Regions from separate parts of the Gossypium hirsutum genome. Here region 2 is linked to region 1. Evidence: chromatin contacts called from public Hi-C data. All regions are on one chromosome and are shown on one strand. Each heading gives the region's core, a stretch centred on a gene start, on an enhancer-like site or on the middle of the called end of the contact. The rest is flanking DNA. Distances are from core to core; before and after follow the strand shown. Region 1 holds the start of LOC107887088 (serine/arginine repetitive matrix protein 2). Region 2 overlaps LOC107887084 (a long non-coding RNA gene).

Region 1 (6,331 bases), core at 1,359-3,858:
GAACAAAACTTTTAGATTATGCAATCAAGACAATTTTTACTAATGTTGATGAGTTTATTTCCGAGACTTTCAATGATTATTGTATGCTAGATTGTCTATGAGATTAACTATCACAATGGCTTGTTGTTTATACGTATAATGGTTTAACAGAATTAATATGATTAAAAGTCTACAATTAGTAGCTAAACCATATCCTTTGAGAATAAAACATTTTGTATATGTATAAGGATATGATATTGTACATGAAATAAGACTTACGCTTCATGCCAATAAATTATGATAAATAACTTTTATAACAATTGGTTTTACTCAGAAGTCACACATAATCCATTTTAGACTTTTTGAATATGCAATATATGTTCAAATTGCTCCACCGCAATGCACGAATTGGGTATTCAAATAATGTAGGGAATATGTATTAATTATGAATCTTCTTGTATTATTAAATATTTTGACTAAACTAGAAATTCAATTATGACATGATTTGGTGATTATTATTTTGATTTGACAATTTTCTCAATATTAGGGGGAAAGAAATAACAGTTACATGAAATAAATTATTCGGAATGAATTATCATTATTTATATCCTTGTAGAAAGTAATTTAAGCTAGAAATTCAAAATGATAGTTCACTTTATTGGAAGTTAGTTTTCCGATGTATTTAATGACTTGATGAGAATAATCAAGTATTATATATTAGCTTATGTTTTGAAATCCTAGTAGGGCAACTTGTTAGAATAACTTAAAATAATGCATGCTTGAAACATGGTAGATTGATCCCAAAGATGAAAAATTATCGTAAAAGAAAATAATAAATCAATATAGTCATATAGTAGAGATGGGTGCTCTTGAAGAGATCTAATACATAACTAATTATTAAAATCGCAGAAGAGATTTTACTACTTGAAGATGGAAATAGTGAAAATAAAGAGATCTCAATAAATTATGTTAATACGAGAAAATATGAAACTATGGCAAATAGAATGCACTATCATATTAATTAATATTTAATTAAAATTAATTGATGGAGGAATCATGATTAATTTTTTAATGATCTAACCGTTGAATTTATCGATTTAATTATACTTATCATACATGTATATTTTTGAACCGATCCGAAATATCTATCATATCGATTTAAAATAATATATATTAATATTTATTTAACGGTTAAAAGTTCTTTTACTTAAAACAAATAGTTAAAGTTTTTTTTAATTTACATCAAAATTGACATGTATAACCTATATAAATGGAATATGAAATACAACGGTTAGGTCATTAAAATATTAATCGTATAAAAAGATATGAGAGCGTAAAACTATTATTATTATCACATAATAATACTATAAATTATTTTTCTAATTCCAATTTAGTAATACAATTAACAAAAAAAAAGATATTCTCGTCTGTACAAAATATTTTTCAAATTCATATATATATATTATAAATAAATTAATATTATAATATTATAATATTAAAATATTTAAAATGTAATTAAATATTTAAAATTTTTCAAATTTACTTTTATTTTTTGAATAATAGACTCACATAAATATAGTTTAAAAAATTATAATGTCACAATAAATCAGTATAAAAAATTGCAAATGAATTATTTACTTCTCACAAAAATCAATATAAAAAAGTTTCCTTCAATATTTGTGTACATTGTAATATAATATAGATGATATGGATATAAGCTTAATAGCTTAACTAAAAAATAATAGTAGTTTTTATGAATAAGGTAATAATAAAATTTAAAGATAATTAATAAAATATTTAAAATTTTATGTATTATCTATTTTAGTTTTTAAAATTGTGATCGAGTTGGTGTCACATAATTTCGTAATTAAAATAAGTAATATTATTTGAGAGTGTATTAATTTTATGTATTAGTTCTCACGTGTTACAATGGAAGTACATTTAAAATTCTTAATATGATGTTTTTACCTATTTCAATTTTCTTTTACTTACAATTTAGACTATTTTTTATTTTAATTTCATAAATATTATATATGTATTGTTACTATTATTAGTTTCAAATCTTATATCTCATTGAAGCTAAGGCTATGTTAGAATGATTGAAATTAGCTTGAATCAGAAGTTTTAAATAGGCTGAATTGCAATGTGATAACGTGTTATTAGTTGATGTTTTGCGGAATGGACTTACAGTAATAAGTAGTATTGCCGAAATTAGGTTGATACATGAATGGTACTACAAGGATTGACAAATTAAATTTCGTCACATCCCGTAGGATAATAATAAAGTTGTAGATCAACTAGCTAAGATGGACGAAGACATAATTAATTGCTTGGTTATGCTTGAAGATCCACCTCTCTCTATGCGAGATCTGTTGGAGGAAGATATCTATAACTCGAGCATAGGTGAAAGTTGAAGTTATTAAGCTCGTTCACTTAGACATGTTTTAATTTATTTTCTTGTAATAAAAAAAATCTTATATCTCATTATTTATTGAATATTCTAAATACATGATTTTAAGAGAGTTTTAAAATAAATATTAAAATATTCTTTATTTCAATAAAATTAAAAATGTCTCGAACAGATTACTTACTCTAAAGGAATCACTGAACCTTAAATATAAGGTTTTTTTTTTTTTTAAAGAATTAGAAATCTTTTTTCGAGTGAACCAAATCTATAAAATAAGCGAGAAACACTCAACTCTAAGAAGAAGAGCAGAACACACAAAAAAGAAGAGGAAAAAAAACACTTTGATTAGGGTTTATGAACCTTGAAATAACCCCCTTTTTCTTGACGAAAAAAGCTCTAAATTCCTAGATTTCCAAATTCTAGGGTTCGTTTATTTTTCTTCGCTCTCCATTTCCCCGCTCACTTTCAACTGGTAAGCTACCGTTGCTATGATTAATTCCGGCTTATCTTTTCATTCATTATTCGTTTTTAACTTAGTTACTTCGATTCTTTCTTTCTTTTCTTCTTTTTTATTAGTATAGTCTTTTTACCTGCTTAATTGTTAATATTTTTGTTTTTTTGTTGTGTTGTTGCTGAGAAAGTTGATGGAAAAGAATGGGAAATTCTTCTCTTTCTGAAAAAAGTCTTTTTGGAGTGTCTTATGGATTTGGATTGAATTCAACATTAATTTTTAATTTGAATACGTGAAATTTGAAGCTTCCTTTTTTCGGCATTTGCAGTTTGTTTGACAGTATTGAATTTATTTGAATTATGTGGAAGCAATCTTGAGTTTTTGGTGGATATTTGGCTTAGTTTGTATTTTTCTTAACAGTTTGAAATTCTTGAATTTGAAAAAAAAATTAAAGGGATATGCTTATGAAATTCTGTTCGTTCTTCTTAGTTGTAGTGAAATACATTTGATTCTGGCTGTTCCGCCCTTCACTTAATGTGAAAAACCATCAAGGAAGTTCTGAAGTACAATTCGTGCTTTGAGGTGTTGTGCTGCTTCCATTATCTGATCCTTATTGTTTATTTAGAACTGGCTTTTACTGAGATATCAACTTATATTTTTGTCTATTTTCTGATTTGAGTTCTATTTCCCGCAGGGGATTTTGGTGACTTTAGTTGAAGGGCTATATCTGTGTTAACACAAACTGTAAGATGTATGCTCAAGGGAATCGTAATCCTCAGCCTGGGCAGGGTCCTCCAGAACCCATATCATCTCCATATCAACAGCTCCCTCCCGGTCCGCCTGCTCCTCCACCTCAATTCCAGCAAGGCCCATCAGGCTTTCCACCATATCAGCATGGTCCTGCTGCACCTCATAAAAATCCCCCTGGTGGGTTGCCAAATACAGGTCAATCTTATCTACGCCTACCTGCGCATGTTCATGCAGGTGCCCCATTGCCACGAATGTATCCGACAGCTCAACAGAACTCACAACACCATTTACATTTAGGGACCCAGAATGCACTTAATATGCCTCAGCAGGTGCGTCCTCCTCCAATTAGTGCATCATACCCAGAGGTTTCACAGACCCAGCCACGTTTTAGAGCATTACCTCCTCCCCCTCCTCCTCAATCCCAGGGGCAAACATTTTATAGAGCAGCAGTGAATCCACTACCTCAGCAGCGAGGACTTCTACATATCTCACCACATCAACCACTCCCTCCTACGACAAGTTTCTTCGCTTCAGCTCCACTTGGAAGCTTTGTACAACCAACAGGTGGAGATCACCGTGTTCCATCTACCTCTTCTCTCCCCCTCCCACCACCACCACCTCCACCCTCTTTTCCACCACCTAATCTACCATCTCCTCCAACTTCCACCTCTACTGTTCTTTCATCTTCTAAGGCTGTGCAAAATGTTTCCAACTTACCCTGTAATTTGGACTCGGATGGCTCTAAGTTAAGCACTTCAGGTTCTGTCGGTGTAGCTGTGGCTCCAAATCAGGCCAACAATTTAGTTACAGATAATGGCTCTCCGAATATGAGAGGGGAAAATGGCTGCAACATGAGTTCTCTGGTTGGAGATAAGTTACTGTTACAAGAGGGTTTGACCCTGGACCTTTCTTCCACTCCTCCTAAGCCAACAGATGAAAATGTTATTGAAAGGATTGAAGCTTTATGCCAGGGCATTGCTAAGAATGGGCCTGATTATGAGGACATGGTTCGTAAAAATGAATCTGGAAAGCCAGACTATGCATTTCTGTATGGTGGTGAGCCAGGAACTGAAGCTGCAATAGCACATGATTTTTTCCAGTGGATGAAAAAGAAAAGTATGTTTGCATGTAAATTAGATGAACAGCAAGGAGTTTCATCTTTGAGGCCATCAGGAAAAGAGTCCTTAGAGCAAGCCTGCCATTTGGTTTCAGCTGCATCTCATTTGCCTGATGATTCTGACATGGAGATGGAAGGTTGGCTTTTTCTTTTCTTTTACTATGATTACGCTTTCTAATATCCTCTATCTTTTTAACTTGTGCTTCCTAATGTCTGGAATCTTTTACGTTTGTCTAAATTGATTGTCCATTTTATGTGTTATGAGCTTTGGAAAAAACTGTAATGATCATTTTGGGATAGACTTCTTGGAACTTGTTAATGACCATTTAAACACAATATAGCAAAAGTTGTATATTCTGTTGTGGATATCCAATGATTTTATGTTATCTATATTCTGAAGCAAATTATCTGATTATCTGTTGGTTACATGCTGATTTTTTTGTACTTAATTTGTTATTCTGGTGGGTGATTTCAAGACGATATCACCCAAATTGATGATGATCAGGGAATGAATCAAATGCTCGAAGGCCGTAAGAGTCAGTGTGATATTAGTGATAACATGCTTAATGAAGAAGAGAAGTTACGTCCACCGCAAATGTCGACTGGATGCAGTGCATCCATTTTACCAGAAAACACATCAGCTGCAGGCAGTTCTAGTTTGGGTGAACAAGGTAAAAGTTATATCTAGCGATCATATTAGGCCCTTTTTCCAAAACTCCTGTTTCTTGCTTTATTATATTAGTTAACCAGATATAAATAATTACTGCCCATGGCTCCAGAGTCCAGAATAGTTATTACCTAGATATGTAGTATTCCTGAATATTCATTTACGAGTCTTTATCTCTTGTAGTTTGCAATTATCTGTTGTATGTTTAGCAAGTTTAGAATTATTTTACCTCTTAAATTCAGGTCAAGAAGGTATTACCAAAGTTGACCAATTGGCTTTTGAGGCATCTGTTTCTGAAGTTAACTTAGTCAAATTAACTGTACGTACTAAACAGCCTATAGTCACTAGTTTGGAGAAATCGAATACTTCCGATCAACTTGCAAAAGGTGGCTGTCCATTCAGACTTCTACAAGACTATACTTCTGATGACAATTCAGAAAAAGATATTGAGACTGGCATTGGAAATATGAATGCGCCATTTGGTGCTAGTTTGGAGAATGCTAGTAGTCCCAACCAGACTGGAAAGGGGTTTGGACCACTATCAAACATGCCATACAAAGTTGCAAGCTCAGAAGTGGTTGAAGGTACTATCACAACTTCCATCATGAATGAGAATGAACATGCTGATCATAAGGATGTACAGAAAGTGTCTAGAAATCATGTTGCTTCTGTGGAGGTTCTCCAAAAAGAAAACGTAATGGTTGGTGATAGTGTTGAAAGTATTATGTTTAGTGAGGAACATAGGGAAGAGGAAGAGAACTTGACTCTTGGGTCTCAACATAAGGTAGATAAGTTTGGGCGACTGGCTAGGAATGATGGTAGTGACAGTGATTCTGATGATTCAGACTATGTTGGGAGGCACAGAAGGGGCAGAACTCGAAGCAGAAGTCAGAGTCGTTCACCTCCAGATAGAAGGAAAAGGAGAAGTCCACGGAGGACTAGGAGAAGGGAGAAACGAAG
Region 2 (6,331 bases), core at 2,720-5,219, 140 kb before region 1:
AGACGCTTCTGACTGAGAACTCACCGGACTGTTCACCTCTCCATACTTGAAAGTCTTCATATTCTATCTCTGCCAGTGGAATTTGTATGATCTTCCTTACAACAGCCAAATTAAAAGTATTCATAATCACCTCTGTTTTCCAAGTTCTAATAGTGGCCTCTATCAGATCCGAAACTAACTGATATTTTCATTATTTTATTGGTTTTGTAATCTATCTGCTTCATCCCCTGATATCCACAAATCATCCCAGACAGAAATATGGTTCCCTTTTCCAATTCTTCAGCACATACCTTTTTCTAAAAGCCCTCTTGCTGCCCAGGCACTCTTCCAGGTAAGTGAAGGTAATGTTCCTAACCGAGCATTGTAGAAATCTGAGTTAGGGTAATATTTTGCCTTCAAAACACGAGCTAATAACAAATTTGGAAAATTAATAAGGTGCCAACCTTACTTTGCTAACAACGCTACATTAAATTTTGCAAGATTTCGAAAACCAAGTCCCCCATCTTCTTTCAATGAGCATAGTTCTTTCCAAGGCACCAGTGAATGCCTTTTTTGTCATGACTTTTCTGCCACCAAAATTTAGCTATAATACCCTCCAATTCAACACATAGGGACTTGGGAAGAAGAAAGTAAGCCATAGTGTAAGTAGGAATAGATTGGAGAACTACTTTTATGAAAATTTCTTTCCCCCCTTGAGAGAGGTGCCTTATGCTCCAATTATCAATTCACTTTTTGAATTTGTCCTTTAAAACTTGAAATGATGATCTCTTCTCTCTCCCCACCATATTAGGAAGCCCTAAATACCGTTCTGGATCAGTTGACCTTCTTATGCCTAATACATTAGAGACTGCGATCATTTCCCTACCTACATATTTATGCTAAAAAACATTGTTAACTTGTCATAATTAATACACTGGCCAGAACACTTTTCGTATTCAATCAAAATCTGTTTTAAGGAATGCGCTCCTTCAGTAGCTTTTGCAAATAGAATGCAATCATCTGCAAAAAGTAAATGTGAAATAGATGGCCCACTTCGACTAACTTTTACTCCTTTAAGTATTCTTCCTCCAATTGCAATCCTCATTAGACTTGAGAGACCTTCCCCGCAAAATAAAAACAAAAACGGATTTAAAGGATCTCCTTGTCTTAGACTTCTACTTGGATGAAACACTTCCCCTAACTTTCCATTGAATACCACTGAGTACGATACTGTAGACACACATTTCATAATCCAATCAACCCATCTTGGATCAAAACCCATTTTCTTCATTGTCATCTCCACAAACTTCCATTCTACTCTACCGTACGCCTTACTCATTGTCAAGTTTCACCGCCATAAGCCTTTTTTTTCCGGTCTTGTGCTTCAGAGCATGTAAAATTTCATAAGCTAATAACACATTATCAGAAACTAACCTCCTTAGTACGAAAGCACTCTGTGCTAGATCTATACATTTATTAATCACTACCCGAAGTCGACTTGCAATGACTTTGGCTATCAATTTATAAATCACATTACATAAGCTAATTGGTCTAAATTGAGTAATATTGGCAGGATTTGAAACCTTCGATATTAGCAGGATATTTGTTTTGTTAATCGAAGGCAAAAATCTGAAACTTCGTCTCCTGATGATTGACCAACATTTTTGGTAAAATACCGCCGAAAATCGGCCGTCTCCTGGTGCCTTGGTGGGACCCAACTCTGTTAAAGCTTCTCGTATCTCCTTCTTAGTGTATCTTTCATTAAGTTACCCACTGTCATCTTCGGTAATGCAGTAATCGATTCCTGATAAAATTCGATCGCAATTATCCCGTCTTCCTACTAAAAATAGCTTCTGAAAATATGATCTAGCAATTCCTTCCATTTCCTTGTATTCCTCCATCTCCTTACCATCTTCGTATTGCATTTTGTGGATAAAATTCCTCTTCCTCCTTTGCGTTGCTTGCTTATGAAAAAACGTTATATTTCTATCTCCAAATTTCAACCAGTTTATTCAAGCTCTCTGTTCCCAATAACATTCATCATTCTCTATCTCAAAATTCAGTTGAATCTTTGTGTCTATAAGTTCTGCCATATTTTCGTTATTTCTCTCAGACTCAAACAGCCTTACCAATTTTAAATTCAAAACATCTTTCTTTATTTTCCTTTGTCAACTAATTTTTCCAACCCATTTTTCTAGTCCTCTTTTCATACTTTCTAACTTATTCAATACATCCCTTGTAAAATTTTCCCATATTACACGAACATCCTCCATAAAAGTTTCCCCAAGATCTACCATGCTTCAAACTTAAAACTTTTATTAAGTAGCCTGGTTCACGGTCTGTAGTAATAAATAGAGGACAATGATCTGAAAAAGAATGCAAGAGGTGTTAAATTAAGGAATCTGGGAATAAAGAGATCCACTCTTCAGTCGCTACACCTCTATCAAGTCTTTCTTGTATATTCGTTTCTGGCAAGTTACCTCTCTCCCAAGTAAACTAATTTCCTGAATAGCCTACATCCACCAATCGACAATTTTCTAATACCTGTCGAAAAGCTTCCATCCTTCTTTCCTCTAGAGGTAGTCCTCCTTTCTTTTCGAAACCATATAAAATTTCGTTAAAATCCCCACCAACCAGCCATGGAAGCTCACCAATGGTTCATAGATGTCGCAATAGATTCCATGATTCTTCCTTATTATGTGAATAAGGAGAACCATAAAACACTGTAAACCTCAATATCTTCATGTCGCTTGAATCTTCAATTGAAACATCAATATGACAACTTGAAAAGTTTTGAAGCGTGACATTGACTTCCCCACTCCATGCAAGACATAACCTTCCTCTCGAACCAATAGCATTAACATCAATACCGTAGTGAAACCCATAACTTCGTCTAACTTTTTCCATCTGACTTCTATTTATTTTTGTCTCCATAAAGAAGACCACTTGGGGATATTGTGACCTCAACAAATGCCGAAGTCTGTGAACTATCCGTGGATTCCCAAACCACGGACATTTCAACTTATGATTTTCATTGTGCTAGGTCGGCTTGCCTCATGGCAGCCGCCGATGAAAAGTGATTAATTTCTGACAACCTCCTGTTTCTTATGATCACGTTGTTGCTTTCTTCAATTTCTCCTTTAACCCTTTTTTTTCCTTCCTCGGTTATTACCTCATCATCTTTCAGGTCATGATCCATTGCATTCTGTATTTGACCAATGAATGAATTCTCACCTACTTGTTGTGACGTATGCCTTTTTTCTTCCAAATTAAATCCCAAAATAGGATCAACGTCCTTTGAACACCCTGTTCTTTTATCTGTTCCCCATCCACTATTTCCTTAGATTTGACCACCTGGATTGATACCACCCATTGCTCCACCATCCTCCCTTAACCAAACATTATTCATTGCTTGAGCTCTTCTTGATTATGCTCTTAAAGATAAATCCCAACCCATCTCAGCAATTTCTACCCCTACTACCATCCTAGCTTCACAAAAAGAATCACTATGACCTAGCCGGCCACAATAAAAATAAAATAAGGACAATCTTTCATATTTAAACTTAACATAAGAGCAAATTCCACAAAACATGATTTGTTTCTTCCTTTTAAGAGGACGTCGAATGTCTATTTGGACCCGAATTCTCATAAAATTTCATTTTTCTTTTCCCAAGGATGAGCCATCATATTCCAAAAAATTCCCTATAAAATTCCCCAGCTGCAAGGCCAAATTTTCAAAATAAAACCCTATGGGAACATCATGAACCTATACCCAGAAGGATGTTGAAATTAGCGGAACCTTTAATGGATCTTCTCCCTATTGTAACTTATAAAGAATCAATAGATTGTTATTAAAGGTCCATGGTGACCCCTTTAAAACCCTTTTTAAATCCATATTATGAAAGAATTGAAATAAATACCTTTTCTCCCCCAAATCTCTTATTTGACCACCCCTAACAGGATGCCATAAATTAGCCATAGTACTTCTCATTGCTGGAAAGTGAATAACACTGGCTGTTAAGAAACAGCCCACCAATCTAAAAGCTTCCTCTTCCTTATCTGTAGTCGGATCTACTTGTATTTGTAAAATTATTTCTTCTTCTTCATTGAGAGTTAATCCTACAAAATCTGTTTCCATGGATGCAGGGAAATAATCAGTAGCATAGAATCTTTTCCTAAAGGCTTGGATGTGATTATGGAAGTGGCTGCCGCTAACAAAGAGACAAAACAAAAACCTAAAAAAACTTGCCAAAGGGAAAACAGTTGCGTGTTAGGGTAGCAGACTTCAGGTTTATGAAAATTATTTTTCATTGCCAACATTTCAAATAACTATTAATTTACATAATTTAGAAATTATATTTTACAAAATATAATTTTACATTGGCAACATTCCAAAATAATTTCACATAACTTACTTTAGTACGTGATTTACATTTTCCTATATTTGAAAAAAATGCTAAAATTTGAAACATAAAAATTACAACGGAATATAAACGACCAATTTTAACGGCAGCATAAGCAACTTTCTTAATACTAATAAAATATAATTAAACGATGATTTTGCTTTTGTTTAAGATCGACAGCATTGTCTCTTACAAATTGAAAATTACTAATTTTAACTGCAACATGAGCAAGTCGACCAAGCAAGATTTTTGGTAATTAATAATATTTTGCAATTCGAACGCTACTAATATTGATAATCTCACCCGTGTGGTTCTATTTGGGATTCCAATGGACCTTCAAACATCCCATTAACCAAAAGAATCCCAAATAATCCACTCGTTGGCGGCATAACCAATTTGAACCCGTTATCGTCTTACCACAGCCAACCGAAAGACTTACTAACCAATTTGAACTCGTTACCGAATAAATCACTGGCAATCAAGAACCCTATTTTTACTTGAAATTGTCACTGCATATGAAATTAAAGAATCAAATCTACACTCCCGAAAAGGACCATTAAATTTTCTAATGTCAAAGCTCCACTGAATTATCGTTAAATAACACATACATTAAAATTATAAAATTTTCTAAATAAACAGAAACACAAAAACATAAAATTTAGTCTTGATCTCCCTCCCTTTCATTCTGTAACATAATAAAATTAAAAAAAAAAAAAACTTAACCTCAGACTTAACTGTCATTGAGGTTATATACAGTCATTTGGGATGCCAAAGAGAATGATATCACCAAAATAAAAAAAAATTCTATTAAAAAACAATTTAAAAAAAACTCAAAAAAATATTAGCACCACGACAGTCTCGCCATTTTCTATAACACCATTAGATAAAAGTAATTTGAGTTTTAAAAAAAATCACTTCAAAAAAATTTTGAGAAGGTAAAAGTGGTGAGTTAATCTATTTGCGTCCAACATTATTTTATCATTGGTCATGCCAAATAGATTGGCGCCTCCCAAAAAATAATCATTTTTGTAATTAATAAAAAAATTCAATTATTTTTATAAAAAAGGAAGTTTATCCAAACCTAAAACAACTTTTTCCACCACATTCCATATTTGCACCAAAAAAGAAAGAAAATAGGCGATATTCATGCCGACCGAGAAGCTAGCTGGACAAACAGTGAAGATGAACTTAGAGGGGTGGACCAGGTACCACCACCCCTTTATGAGTTAAGGAGCAGAGAGGCCCCATCATTAACTTCCATGAAGAAGATTTCATTAGCTCAAAGGATCTACTGGAGTCGATGTATTAGAGAATGAAGGGGAGAAAAAAACATTTACGTCTTCCATTTTGATGACCCTATAGACCAGTCCTATATTCTCAGAGAGAACCTTTGGTCTTCGGAGGGGGCTTTTTTTGTATTTGACATATGGCGTCCTAATATGGTTCTCCGAAACCTTTATTTACTAGAGGCACCCGTTTGGTTATAGATAAGGGGATTACTACTGGAAATGTTGAACCCTATTACTGCAGTAACTATAGCAAGATTAGCTGGGGTAGTAATGGAGGTTGACTGGCATGCAAAGTTTCCAATGAATATTCGGTTCCTAAGGGTAAGAATATGCATTGACTCACGGAGACCACTACTAGCAGGGTGCTTCGTAAGAGTCGGAGAAGGTAGAGAATCTGGATCCAGTTTAGATATGAGCTTGTTTCCAAGATATGAAAAACTGTGGGAGAATAAGGCATACCTACCCTAGCTGTAGTCCTGTGGAGTTGATAACCTGGATATCGAAAGGGAACTAAATAGCCAATTGGACAACATTAGACACAGATTTGGCTACGATATAGGAATGGATGTTCAGGAGGTGCACTTTTTTAATGAAATGTGTGCGTTCCTTCACAGGTCAGATCGACGAGCCACGCGGGTTTACTACCAGGACCCAGGGTTT

Evidence for each region. A called contact is a pair of places that touch in the nucleus more often than the background predicts.
Region 2: a contact with region 1 is called in a Hi-C map of fibers, with 3 times the contacts expected there. The contact joins the enhancer-like site here to the promoter of LOC107887088 in region 1. A contact is called at or near these places in 14 of 34 Hi-C or Micro-C datasets (anther, callus, cotyledon and 4 more).

The regions. Positions count from the first base shown.
Region 1 is chrA03:19,852,187-19,858,517 of Gossypium_hirsutum_v2.1, reverse strand. It overlaps LOC107887088 (serine/arginine repetitive matrix protein 2), which reads left to right and starts at 2,608. Exons shown (of 6, transcript XM_016811224.2): 1 at 2,608-2,858; 2 at 3,532-4,841; 3 at 5,181-5,375; 4 at 5,614-6,331. The coding sequence starts at 3,587.
Region 2 is chrA03:19,991,124-19,997,454 of Gossypium_hirsutum_v2.1, reverse strand. LOC107887084 (a long non-coding RNA gene) reads left to right here. Exons shown (of 3, transcript XR_001680990.2): 3 at 1-43. Among protein-coding and RNA genes, the nearest start is that of LOC107887084, 4.4 kb to the left of the region's middle. Within about 2 kb of position 3,969, at least 6 of the 9 cell types and tissues checked have an H3K27ac peak or open chromatin away from gene starts, as enhancers often do. A contact at or near this core is called in cotyledon and fibers, where this site is marked.